Linked DNA regions of Mus musculus: region 2 is linked to region 1. A link is a contact called in public promoter capture Hi-C data. All regions are on one chromosome and are shown on one strand. Each heading gives the region's core, a stretch centred on a gene start, on an enhancer-like site or on the middle of the called end of the contact. The rest is flanking DNA. Distances are from core to core; before and after follow the strand shown. Region 1 overlaps Zfp609 (zinc finger protein 609). Region 2 overlaps Zfp609 (zinc finger protein 609).

Region 1 (6,049 bases), core at 2,085-4,584:
ACCATGCTTGCATACAAGCACGAGGATCAAAGCTCAGATCACCAGGGCCTACAGAAAAGGCCAGGTCAAAGTGCTCATAGTTCTACAAGTGTGAGGGTACAGACAGCAAAACCCCTGGAACTCGTGGCAAGTCAGTCTAGAATAATTGAGTTTTAGGTTCAGTGAGAGACCCTGTTTAAAAAAATAAATCATGGAAGAAGATAAATGACATTGACCTCTGACCTACACACAACATGCAAATGCATAGAAACACAAGCTGGGTGTGGTGGCTATGCTTATAATTCCAGCACTTGCGAGCAGAGCCAAGAAAAAGGAGGAAAGCTGGTTAATTATAGGCTAACAAACAAGGGCTCCATAATATGACTGTCTCAACAATGAAGACAGAACAACAGGGAAAAATGCATAAATCATTTAAGACAGTGCATGGCCCAGAGACAAGCCTCAGCGGATGGAGCTTTATTTGTATATAGGTGGTAGGCACACTGTGAGGGTGAGATGATCTCCGTATCTGTTTGAAAAGCTTACTTGTATTCAGAATTTATCCCATCATAATGCCAGCAGAATGCCAAGACTAGTCTAGGAGGCCGGGAGCTGTAAGGAGTGAACGCTTAGGCTGATCTAATGGAAAACAGGGATTACCAGAAGCTGAGGATGGCAGGGCAGGTAACAGATGCCCAAACACAGACAGAGGTATGAGCTCTAGTGTACTGCGCACGTGGAGTGGCTATTACATATTTTATGAAGTGCTATAGAGAAGAACAGGGGGAATAGCATTTACCTTGAGTGGATCAGCGGACACTGACTGTGTGGTGAACGGCCATATCATGGCCAGGCATGGTGATGCATGTTTTTAACCCCAGCACTCAGGAGAGAGGCAGGTGGATCTCTACAAGTTAAGAGCCCAGCTTGTTCTACATGAGTTCCCAGGCCAGCCAGGGCTACAAAGTGAAATCCTGTCTCAGGTAAACAAAAATAACTAGCTCTCTCCCAACCCTCAAACCAACCAACCAACCAACCAACCAACCAACAAAATGGAAGTTCTGGATCTTACATAGCTCTTCAGGCAATAGAAATTAGTGTGTAGAGTGGAATATGAACATTTTTTTTTCCTAACAAGTTAAAAAAACATTTAAACCTTGACCCACTGAGAACTCATTGTCAGCGGTGTAAGAACTAATTTTTCTTAAGCGGAACCTGCTGGACATCCCTCCAACTGACTTCAAAATGTTCTCTGCATCCCCGGCAGCTTTCTGATCTCACAGCTGAGCACAGCCTCAAAGCTGAATGCCTGCGTTGTTCTGGTTTGAATCTTATTTGTCACATGTACTGCTCCCGCTGTATTAAGCTGTGAAGTCCTGGATGGAGGGAACTGGTCTCCCCTAGTTCTTCAGTATTCCCCACAGTGCCTTACATGCAGCAGAAATCAGAATGCATGTCTAAAGAAATTCCAGCGGAGAGAAGGTGGCTGTGGTGCACATGAGTTTTACCACTGATCATCAAAAAAAGCTGACTGTAGAAGCAACCTTAGCTGAAGTACGGGAGAGGTGGTTTTTCTGATTATAATTAGGCTCATTTAAGGTTAGAGTGGCAACTTCCCGTCATGGACACCTTATCTATAAAAAAGTCTGTCATCCAAGTCAGTCTCCCAAAGCCACACAGCAAAGAGCTCTAGACTGAAAAGGCGCTCCACCTCCCTTGCCCACGAGCACCACAGACAGCAGCTACTGTACCTGGGTAGTTCTGCATCATCACAGCAGGCATCCCCCGGTAGCTGGGGTGGTTGGGGTCATATGACTGGCTGTAAGAGTAGCCATGCATGTAGGGGATGTAGGACTGGTGCTGGGTGAGCGGGGAGGACACAGGCACATGGACACTTGGTCGGGGCTCCTTGCTCCCGAGGCGGGATTCCTCAGATGGGGGTAGCTTGCAGTCACTACTTGTGCTTTCCTTCCCGTCTTCCTTGGGAACAGAGTCCTTACTCCGGCTCCTGTCCTCCTTTAATTTTCGGTCCCGTTCCTCTTTCCACCGATCATCCTCTGACTTGATGTCTGAGTATTTGGCAGGATAAACATATGTCCACATTCGAGACTCCGTCTCCTGCAAAAACCACAGAATGGGTGCCGAGTAGTAGTACACATAAAAGCCTTTTCAAACCCAAGGTCTAAGTAGAAACATTAACAGATCATAACAGCACTCAAGGCGCAGTGCGCTTCTGACTTGTACAGAATTTGTTTACAAAAACACTGAGGAGGCAGAGGCAGAACCTACAGGTGGGTTCAGGGCCAGCCAGGAATACATAGCGAGACCCTGTCATGACAAAACACCTTCTCCTAGGAAACAAGATCCTAGGAGAGAAACAGTGACACCATCAGTGGCTCTTCTCTGTACAAGACTCCTGGGGCAGCGACTCTGGGAATACAAGTTGCCTCCTGCCAAGATGTTTATGGTGCTTTGCAGTTATCAGTGCCCCAGGAGGAAAGGGAAGACCGTGTGAATGTTTGCAACAGGTATGGGTATCTGCGGAGACCAGATGAGAGAATCAGATCCCCTGGAAGTGGAGTCACAGGAGGTTGTGAGCCATCTGATGTGGGTACTAGGAATAAACCAGTCTTCTGGAAGGACAGAAAGTACTTTTAACCACTGAGCCATCTCTCCAGTCCCATTAGTTTTAATTTCTAAATAATATTTATTTTGAGAGAACAGGGTCTTGCTAAGTATATGTAGCCCAGGCTATATAGCTCAGTGTGGCTATAAACTCAAGATAACCTGCTTTTAGCCTCCCAAGTCCTAGGATTACAGGCATGTGTTGTCATAGCTGACATCATAAATTCCTTTTTAAAGAAACCTGTGAGTGCTATATGCTTCCATTCTGAAACATTCTGAACACTGGGCTAGAAGTCAAAATACCCAGGTTCTTGTCTTGCTTTGCTAATGAAGTCTCAACTAATTGTAGACAACATAAGTTGTCTTATTAGTCCTTCTTCCCTATTTAAGGAAAAAAATACCTTTTAAGGAGGTAAAAGTGCTTTTTAAAAAACATAAAATGTACATGTTTACTAAAATTATAAAACTCTTCTGCTAATTTCAATTCTATGGAACCCCTAAACAAGACAATGCTGGTCTGTGGGGGCCAGAAAGTTTATTAGACAGCATCTCCACTTCCTTACATACAACAGTTACCTGTCGGTACCAGAGTATTGGATCCACCTCTGCCTGTCGGCCACACTCAGTGCCCGTCTTAGCCTCAGACGCCTCCTTGCCTAGGTGGCTGGCCTCACCCAGCTTCCCTTTAAGGCCTTCAGGGGGCTGGCTGGGGAGTTTTGATGAGTCATCTAACTTGGGAATGATGACAGACTTGGCAGGATCTGTCCCAGGCTCCTTGGCCTTGCCGGGCCCTGACTTCACCAGGTCTGTCAGGCTGGGAGCCTTGGTGAGAGTTGGTGGAATTGAGGGCTTTTGCTTCCACTCTTCCTTGAGCGATGCCTCCCGCTCTTTCAGGCCCATCTCTGTCTTCTTGTCCAGTCCCCGCTGCTGCTGCTGCTGCTGCTCCAGGCTCTGCCGCTTCTGCTGTTCTTCATACTGCTGCCGATAAGCGGTGTTGGTACTCAGGAGGTGGCTGTGGTAACTCTGGTCACTGTAGCCATAAGGAGGCACGTAGGCATACTGGTTGTAGTACAGGGACTGCATGTACATGTTGGGCCGCTGCTGGATGACGGAGGGCTGCTGACTGGAATTGCTCAGCTCCGGCTTCTTTTCCTCACAGACATCATTCTTTACTTTCCCTTCTACGCTCTCAGGCTCCTCATCCTTTTTTGTCTTTAGGGGCTGGCCCTCCATTCCTGCCTGGCTGCTTGAGGTGAGAGTCCCTGGGCTGGACTGTGCATAACCTGGAGAGTAGTAACTTTCAAAGCCTTGATAATATGGGGAGTCTTTGCTCTGTGGCTGAGGGGGGAACAGTGTTTTCTTAGCCCCTTCTTTAACCAGCTGCTCGGGGTCCTTCGACTTGGCACTGTCCACCTTGCCCTCCCCATCCTCCCCAGCATCAGAGATGTCAGAGTAGGCAGGGCTATTGGTTTTGACTGAGCTGGCTTCGGCTCCATTCTGGGTCACTACGTGGAGGGGAGTTAGGGGTTGGGTCGGGGTAGTACTATCTAGGCGGCTGCTGCCTCCAATTGAAGGGCTGGGGGCATTGTCAGTGAAACTGTAAATCTTATCAGCCTCAGCCTTGATACTAGCTAACCGGCTTTGGTGGGACTCTGAGGAGCCGTTCAGAAGGCTCTCCACTTTGATTCCATCTCCTGCTGCGTCTCTGAACGGGCTCTTACCTTCTTCTGCTCGGCATACCTTCCCAGGGGTCAGAGGACTTTCAAGTTCCTTTGATGAGTCCTTCTTTTTTTTGTCTTTCTTTTTCTTGTCCTTGGCAGGGGTCAGGGCAGGGTTGACTGTGAAAGGCTCTCCCATAACAGTGGGCTTGGGCTGAATGGGCTTGAGTTGGGGACTGTTGGGCATTGCTTGGACCACGGTGGTGGTCAAGCCTGAGGAGGAACCTGGGCTTGCTGCTGTGAAGGTGGCTGTCTGGAAAGTGTAGATCTGTTGTGGGGGGATGGCAGGGGCAATGGGGCGGGCTGATTTTAAGCTCTTGGATGGAATCTTTTCAGATTTCAGACTGGAGGGCTTTTTACACTTTTCCTTTTCCATACACTTCCTTTCCAAAGAGTCAAAGGCATCATTGCTTGTTTCATCCATTACCGAGGGCCCGTCATCAGAGCCATCATTGGATAAGGCTCCAGGGTCTGTGTCTCCCTCCCCACTCAGTTTTTTCTTACAGAGGCCTTTTGTGCTGAATTTGCTCGAAGGGGAAGGGCTGTGAGGCTCAACAAGCCGAACTTTGGGGGTAGCTGAGCGGGCAGGGGACAAGGATCCTTTCTGTGGGACAGGTGCACCGTTGCAGCTGAGGTCTGCATGGAGGGCGGGCTCTTCTCCATACTCACTGTCTCCATCAGCTTCCGGTTTGCTGTCGTCATCCGTGTGGGCGTGAGCTTGGTGGTACTTAAGCCCATTGATGTGCTTGTACTTTTTGTTGCAGTTTGGGTGGGGACAGTCAATCAGGACCGGGGAGGGACAATTTCTGTCCACAAGAGTGGGTTCTACCTTGGTCCCAGGGAGGGGCCCGGTGGCTGAGCCCATGGAATTTGTACGGACACGCTTGCTCCCTTTGGAGTCCTCTGAGCTAGAATTCAGCTCCATGTCTGAAAGAGGTTTGCTTTTCCGCTTATTGGCTGAGGAAGGGCTGGCTTTGACATCCTCAGAGGTGCTGCTAGCAGGAGGGCGGTGCTCTGAGGAGTTCTGGCTACCCCGACGGCCTTTGCTATTGGCTCCTGCTCGGGTCTTGCTGCTGCTGCTGGTCCCTTTGCTGTCAGAGGCTGCGGCTGCCTCACTGACAGGTGTGTTACTGCTGGGACGCATGCGCTTGCCTCTTCCTCGGCCGTTCCGCATTTCCAAGTCACTGGTGGGGGAGTCACAGAACCTTGGAAAAGGACAAATAGGACAGGATATATTACTTTTGTTTTTGTGAGGCAGGGCCTACCAGCATGAACTACACCCAGCTTTCTTTTTCTTGAAACCTAGGCTGGCTAGGAGCTCACTATAGTCAAAGCTGGCCTCTAACTTGCAGCAATTCTTCTGCCCAGCTTCCTTTTTTTTTTTTTTTGAGACAGGGTATCTCTGTATAGCTAGAGCTATCCTGAAACTCACTTTGTAGACCAGGCTGGCTGCCTCTGCCTCCTGAGTGCTGGGATTAAAGGCATGCGCCACCACGCCCAGCTTCAGCTTCCGTTTTAATAACTGGTTTCCTTTAGGAACCTGCACGGGAACTGTATTAAGAGGTAACCTCCTAGCATGTCATTTGCATACCAGTTCTGGAACACCCCACACCATAGTCTAGGCCTCTTAAGCCCTAGCACACTGGGTACTAACATCAGGAATAAGATATAAGAAGACATTGAGATATTAGTGTTTTTTTTTTTTTTTTAAAGAGGAGAGTGGCTTT
Region 2 (6,049 bases), core at 2,004-4,503, 85 kb after region 1:
GGTAGAAGGAGGGAGCCAACTTGATAATGTTACCCTTTCACCGTCACTTGTGCATCATGGTGTACAGAGCAGTGCACACATGTGCTCACACATGCCCACACACACCCAAGTAAATAATTTTTATTAAAGGATCATGCTATCTTCATTTCAAATCTAAGAAATAAATTTCAGGACTTAAACACCAAACAAACTGGTTTGAAAGGAAACTGTTATGAAAGAGCTATGGTTCTTCCACGTGATCTCTACCAAAAGGAGTCCAAAACACTGAGAAGAACTAAATTGACCAAATACCAACCTAAACCACAATAGCTCCAAGTGTTCTGGATTAATCTCTCCCTTAAGCTTCCTTGGACATTAGTAAGAGTTGCTGTATTGTTCTACGTATTATAAAATGGATACTTGCTGTGTATTTCAGGCAATAAACTTTCCAGGTCTTTCTCTTTAATTTCATAAACATCTTCGATCACTATATCTCAGTTAGGAATAATACATTAGAAACAGGTTTTTTGGGTGTGTGGGGGAGGAGGCGGGGGAAATAGGTCTTGCTGTGTTGCCCAAGTTGGTCTCTAACCTGGAGCTCAAGGGATCCTCTGACCTCAGATGAGACCCTAGGTACAGACTTACAATATTTAAGTATTATGCTGAGCACTTAACTTCCTTATCTTGTTTAAACTTCACGGTGATTTTAAGAGGTGATGGTTTGCATCACAGTTGATGAAGGGGAGGCTTAAAAAGGTAGTATTCTGAGTTTTTCTTCTGTTCCTAAAGTCCTAAACCCTAAATTGGTGAGATGATTTGGGAAAGGCCCGGCTTGACTGGAGTTTAAACCCTACAACCTACTCGATCGATATAAGGAGGACCAAGATAGCCGAGCAATGGTGGCGCATGCCTTTAATCCCAGCACTTGGGAGGCAGAGGCAGGCAGATTTCTGAGTTCGAGGCCAGCCTGGTCTACAGAGTGAGTTCCAGGACAGCCAGGGCTACACATAAAAACCCTGTCTAAAAACAAAACAAAAAAAAACAAAAACAAAAAAAGGAGGGCCAAGATGTTCAGTGAACATTACTCACGCATACCTCAAATACAATAAAAGTAAAATATGTTTTAAGTTCCAAACCCCTAGATAATCCCTCTAATTTGGAGCATCTCAATTTGTCAAAGAAGACAAAAGATAATCTATACAACACATAAAAAAAAAAAAACACATCTATAGTCAAGGGTTAATTTTTATTCTTTTAAAGTTTTTGGCAAATTTTATTTTCACTTAAAAATCTTAATTCTTGCGGAGGGGGGGGGAGGGGGGTGGCGGGGTGGTGCACGCCTTTAGTCCCAGCGCTCGGGAGGTAGAGGCAGGCAGATTTCTGAGTTCGAGGCCAGCCTGGTCTACAAAGTGAGTTCCAGGACAACACAGAGAAACCCTGTCTTGAAAAACCAAAAAAAAAAAAAAAAAAAAAAAAAATTCTTAATTTATATGTATGTGTGTGTAATAATGCATGCAATGCTCATGGAGTTTTACAAAACTGAAATTACATACAGATGGTTGTGATGAAACATGGGAGTGCTGGCAAGTGAACCTTGATCCTCTGCAAAAGCAAGTGCTTTTAACAGATAAGCCATCTCTCTGGCCCCGAATTGTCACTTTTAAGAAGAAAGGGACAAATAATGTTGGACCTGAAACTTGAGTATCAGTCAATAGGAGAGCTGATGTTTGGGGGAAGGGGGTTGTTGCTTCTTTAGATAAAGGGTCTACTACAAAGGTTTATCTTGAACTCTCAAGCTCCGGCCCCACCAGCCTTAAGTGTTGGGATCACAGATATGCGCTGCCACAGCAGGGAGGAAATGCAATGCTAAAATGCAAATTGTGAAAAATTGAGCCTAAGGGTTACTGGGAGCCCTGGTTGAAGTCTGACAGTGGAGTCTTTATCCAGCCACCAAAAGCTACTGATGCTAAAAGAAATGGTGACTTTCATTCTCACCTTAGTTAGCACTTCATGTGGAACTGTTCGATAGAGTACTTTCAAAAGAAAAACACTAAGGGTTTAAAAAATACTTCCAGGGTCTAAAGGTTAAGGGATTTCCCACCCTCTCTTCCTTTCCTTTCCGAGTTCAAAAAGGTACCACTGGCCATGAAGATTCAAGAACAAGAAAGAATTCCAGAAATATACACGTACATAACGGAAAAACCCTTTTACCATCTTGATTTTCCCTCATTCCGGGGAAAACAAAACAAAACACCTTTCTTGTTGGTCTTTATAGCTAAAAGAAAAAAAAAAAAGAGGCCATTTTATTATGCCAACCACCATAATAGAGACACATTCTTTAAGATCTATTATATTTTTTATTTTTATTTAGGTGTTAAGTGTCTCTGTGAGTGCCAGACATGTGTAGTACTGGTAAAGCCCAAAAGAACGTGTTAGATCTCTGGTCGCTGGGGTTATAAACGGTTGTAAGCTGCTTGACCTAGGTGCTGGGAACGTAGGTCCTCCACAAGAACAGCAAATACTCTTTAAACTGTTGAGCCTTAACTCTCTAGACCCTTTAAGTATAATTTTACCCTATAAATAGACATTTTCTAAGTGCTCTAAATTACCCTCCTACTCTTCCAGCAGTCTGTCCTCTGCCTCGTGCTGAGACAGATCTGAAGTCCAAGACAACATAAGCACTGACACACCAGTATCCAAGAATGAATAACTTCAGGGAAAAGCGTTTGATACACATGTCTCCTCAGATAGCCAAGGACATTTCTTATGTGGGTGCTCTCATCCATGACTAAACTGTATCAAGAGTAATATATTTTAAAATATTAATATGGCCTGGCACCTTCCTGATGCTAATTTTTCCAAGCCCACACAAATGGTACAACTGGGAAATTAGCCGAGGAGAAAAGCAATCTTCCCTCTGCTCTCTACCTTCAGACACTCCTCCTCCATACCACTGCCGTGTACAGAATCAATTCTATACAAATGCAGAGATAAAACATGCTCACACACACAAATAACTCTCAGCAGGATCTAAAAATCAAAGCCTAACCCCATGGTTTTTAAGTGAGCAAGTCCAATTTCCTTCTTTGTAGCTCTTGACACTTGCTGGCGAGAAGCCGTCTGGATTTTTTTCTGCCTTGTTCCTGCACCAGAAGGCTCTGCACTACAGGTCAGAGGATGATAAGGAAATGAACAGTGTAATTTCCAAGGCCTCTGAACACAGCCCTGTCAGCAGCTCTGGAGGCAGGTTACTCAAGCATGGCTTGAAGAGTGCAAACCACAGAGAGGAGGTCTCAGGCAGTCAGCAGTGGCAGATCTCAGCTGTGTGTGTTATTGCCACCTCTAGCCTGAAAGCACAAGCCTGCTGCCTCTCTAGATAAGCCCCGCTGGTAAAAAGCTCTTGTACCCAAATGGCAAAAATACAAGTTCACATCAGGGGAGGAAAATTAGGGACTAGGACTTAGATTTTATTTTCCTTTGCATGCTTATGTAGCAACAAAAGCACCGCTCTTCCATGCTCTGCCATGAGACTGTATATGCTGGCAGACCCACAGCAACGTCCATCCAGCACACTCAACACCACCCCAGGGTTGCAGCCAATTCATACGAAATCTGAAGTACAACTAGGCTGCTTCAATCTCTCTGAATCTTGTTTTTGGTCTTCTGAGGCTTTAGAACATAGCACCAGCATGCAAATTTCCCAGCCCAGGTTTGGAGCTTCTCCTGGGCACAGTGATGAAAGTCTTAGCCAACATGTTCATCTGTTACTGACAGGCTTTCTTGTGCAATAAACTGTTATAGTTCAGACCATCATTGCCTAGGACAGACTGACACATATTTTAAATAAAATAATTTTTTTCTAATCGTTACTAAATGCTTCCTATGTATTACATAATTTTCTCTGACTTAACTAATGTAATTTTTTGTTTTGTAAACAAAATCTTCCTATGTAGCCTTAGCTGTCCTAACTTCCCATATGGAACAGGCTGGCCTTGAACCCAAGAGATTTGCCTGCATCTGCCTCCCAAGTACTGGGATTAAAGGTGTGTGCCATGATGCCCAACAACTAATTTAATATTGCAATAACCAATGTGTAGACTAGTAAAGATCAGTTAGGTAACTAGCTCAAGATCACTCAGTTCACAAGCACAGAGCTGAGAAACTCCCAACAGTCAGGCTGCAGATCACATTCTTTAAGAAGAAAAGAAAAATTAGAAGGGGGGGGGTAGGATGGGAATGTGTGTACATCTGTGTGTCTGTATGTGTGCACATATGCATTTGTTAAGGTCAGAGGATAATTTGAGAGAGTCAGCTTTCTTCTGACGTATGGGTTCTGGGAATCAAACGCAGGTCATTAGAGTTGGCAGGGATCCCTAACCTGCTAAGCCAGCCATGCTTTCACTTCCCAGAGTACATTCGTAATCACAAAATCATGTAAGACTTGATGTGAAATTTACATTCAAGTTGGTCTTAAAATCAGAAATGGTTTCGAAAATGTACCCCACAAAGAAAATGTACAAAGGTTCACAAAATCTTTTTACTTCAAAGTCAAGATCTCTGGGCCCTTATCCCAAAAACGTATGCAGTAGATGTGGTGTAGGGTCAACAATCTACACTTAAAAAAACCAAACCAAACCAAACCAAACCAAAAACCTGTTGTACACTTGATTTGTACCTAAGACTGCATCACAGTACAAGTAGAGGTCAAAGAACAATTTTCTGGAGCCAGGTCTTTTCTTCCATTGTAAGGTTCTGGGGAGTGGGTGGGATATGTGTGTGAACTTAGGTAGTGAGGTTCTGTTGTCGAGAGCTTCACCTGCAAGGCCATCTTGCCAGTCAACAACCCTCCCTTGAAAGACATCCTTACCCAGGTTCTATGCACTTTTAGGAGCTCTACTTTACTTGGTAACTGTTAGCTCTTAGAAAGAAAAGACCATCTCTTCTTTACCTAGAATCTAAGGTACAGCCATTTGATATACGAAATAAGCCAACGGTATCCATGGGTCAGTAAGAGGGTTCAGCAAGCAAAGGCGTCTGTCCCAGGCCTGCGGACCTGAGCTTGATCCCTGGACCCATATGGTTCAATGGAGAACAACTATGACAATTACAAATTCATTAAGAAATCTAGAGTAGGGCTAGAGAGATGGCTCAGTGGTTAAGTGCACCAACTATTCTTCCAGCGGCCCTGAGCTCAACTCCCAGCAACCACATAGTGGCTCACAACCATCTGTAATGGGATCTGATGCCCTCTTCTGGTGTGTCTAAAATAACATTAAATAAATAAATAACATAAACATAAAATAAATAAAACAATCTAAAAGAAAAAAAAAGACAGGGTTTCACACTAAAAAAAAAAAAAAAGAAACCTAGAATAATACATACTACATCATTTAGTGTTCAAGAGGCTGGAAAGACGGTTCGGTGGATAAAAGCATTGGCTGTAAAAGCACAAGAACCTGTTCTGGACCCCAGCACCCTTGGAGCACAGAGAACCAAGCATGGCTCTGCATACACCTACAACCTCAGAGCTGTGAAAGAAGACAGAGAAGTGAGAGGCTTGCTACCTGCCAACCTACACTCCAGAGTCACAGAGAACACTAGAGCAGAACACCTGACTTTCAAGTGCACACAGGCACACATGCCACACTCTGCTTGTACAGAAAAATCATGGTGTTAAAAAAACCGTAGCTTTAACCAGGTGTGGCATGATAGCTCATACCTATGAGCCCATGACACAAAGGCCCAGACTCAAAAACAAAAATCAGACAATATCTCCCAAACAATAAATCAAAAACCTAGCTTCCATACTAGCCTTTGTTATAATCCAAGAAAGCCTGAGAAAGTCACATGACCTTCACAGTCTGGAGGAAGCTTCCTTTCTCAAAATGGGGAAATTGAACAAGACAATCTTTCTCTAGACTTTCCATGAATGACACCACCCATAAAGAAAATAAGAGCTGCTGAATAAAAATAAATCATGCTTGTGGTCAGACAATGCAACTTGGACCCACAGAAGAATCAGCTTTTTATTTTTTCAGTGAAGGAAAATGCTTGGGGACATTTGGCTAGG

The links. Capture Hi-C pulls out chosen DNA fragments and counts their contacts.
Region 2: a contact with region 1 is called in a promoter capture Hi-C map of adipose tissue. The contact joins two enhancer-like sites. A contact is called at or near these places in 3 of 484 Hi-C or Micro-C datasets (cerebral cortex, cortical neurons and embryonic stem cells), 2 of 115 datasets of contacts at active chromatin or transcription factors (embryonic basal ganglia and embryonic stem cells) and 4 of 9 other capture datasets (adipose tissue, embryonic stem cells, liver and 1 more).

Annotation. Positions count from the first base shown.
Region 1 is chr9:65,699,092-65,705,140 of GRCm38.p6, forward strand. Zfp609 (zinc finger protein 609) reads right to left here. Exons shown (of 10, transcript NM_172536.3): 5 at 3,181-5,527; 6 at 1,731-2,097. Among named protein-coding and RNA genes, the nearest start is that of Oaz2, 26 kb to the left of the region's middle. Within about 2 kb of position 3,335, at least 43 of the 459 cell types and tissues checked have an H3K27ac peak or open chromatin away from gene starts, as enhancers often do. A contact at or near this core is called in adipose tissue, where this site is marked.
Region 2 is chr9:65,784,413-65,790,461 of GRCm38.p6, forward strand. All of the region lies in intron 2 of Zfp609 (zinc finger protein 609), which reads right to left. Among named protein-coding and RNA genes, the nearest start is that of Zfp609, 40 kb to the right of the region's middle. Within about 2 kb of position 3,254, at least 116 of the 459 cell types and tissues checked have an H3K27ac peak or open chromatin away from gene starts, as enhancers often do. A contact at or near this core is called in adipose tissue, where this site is marked.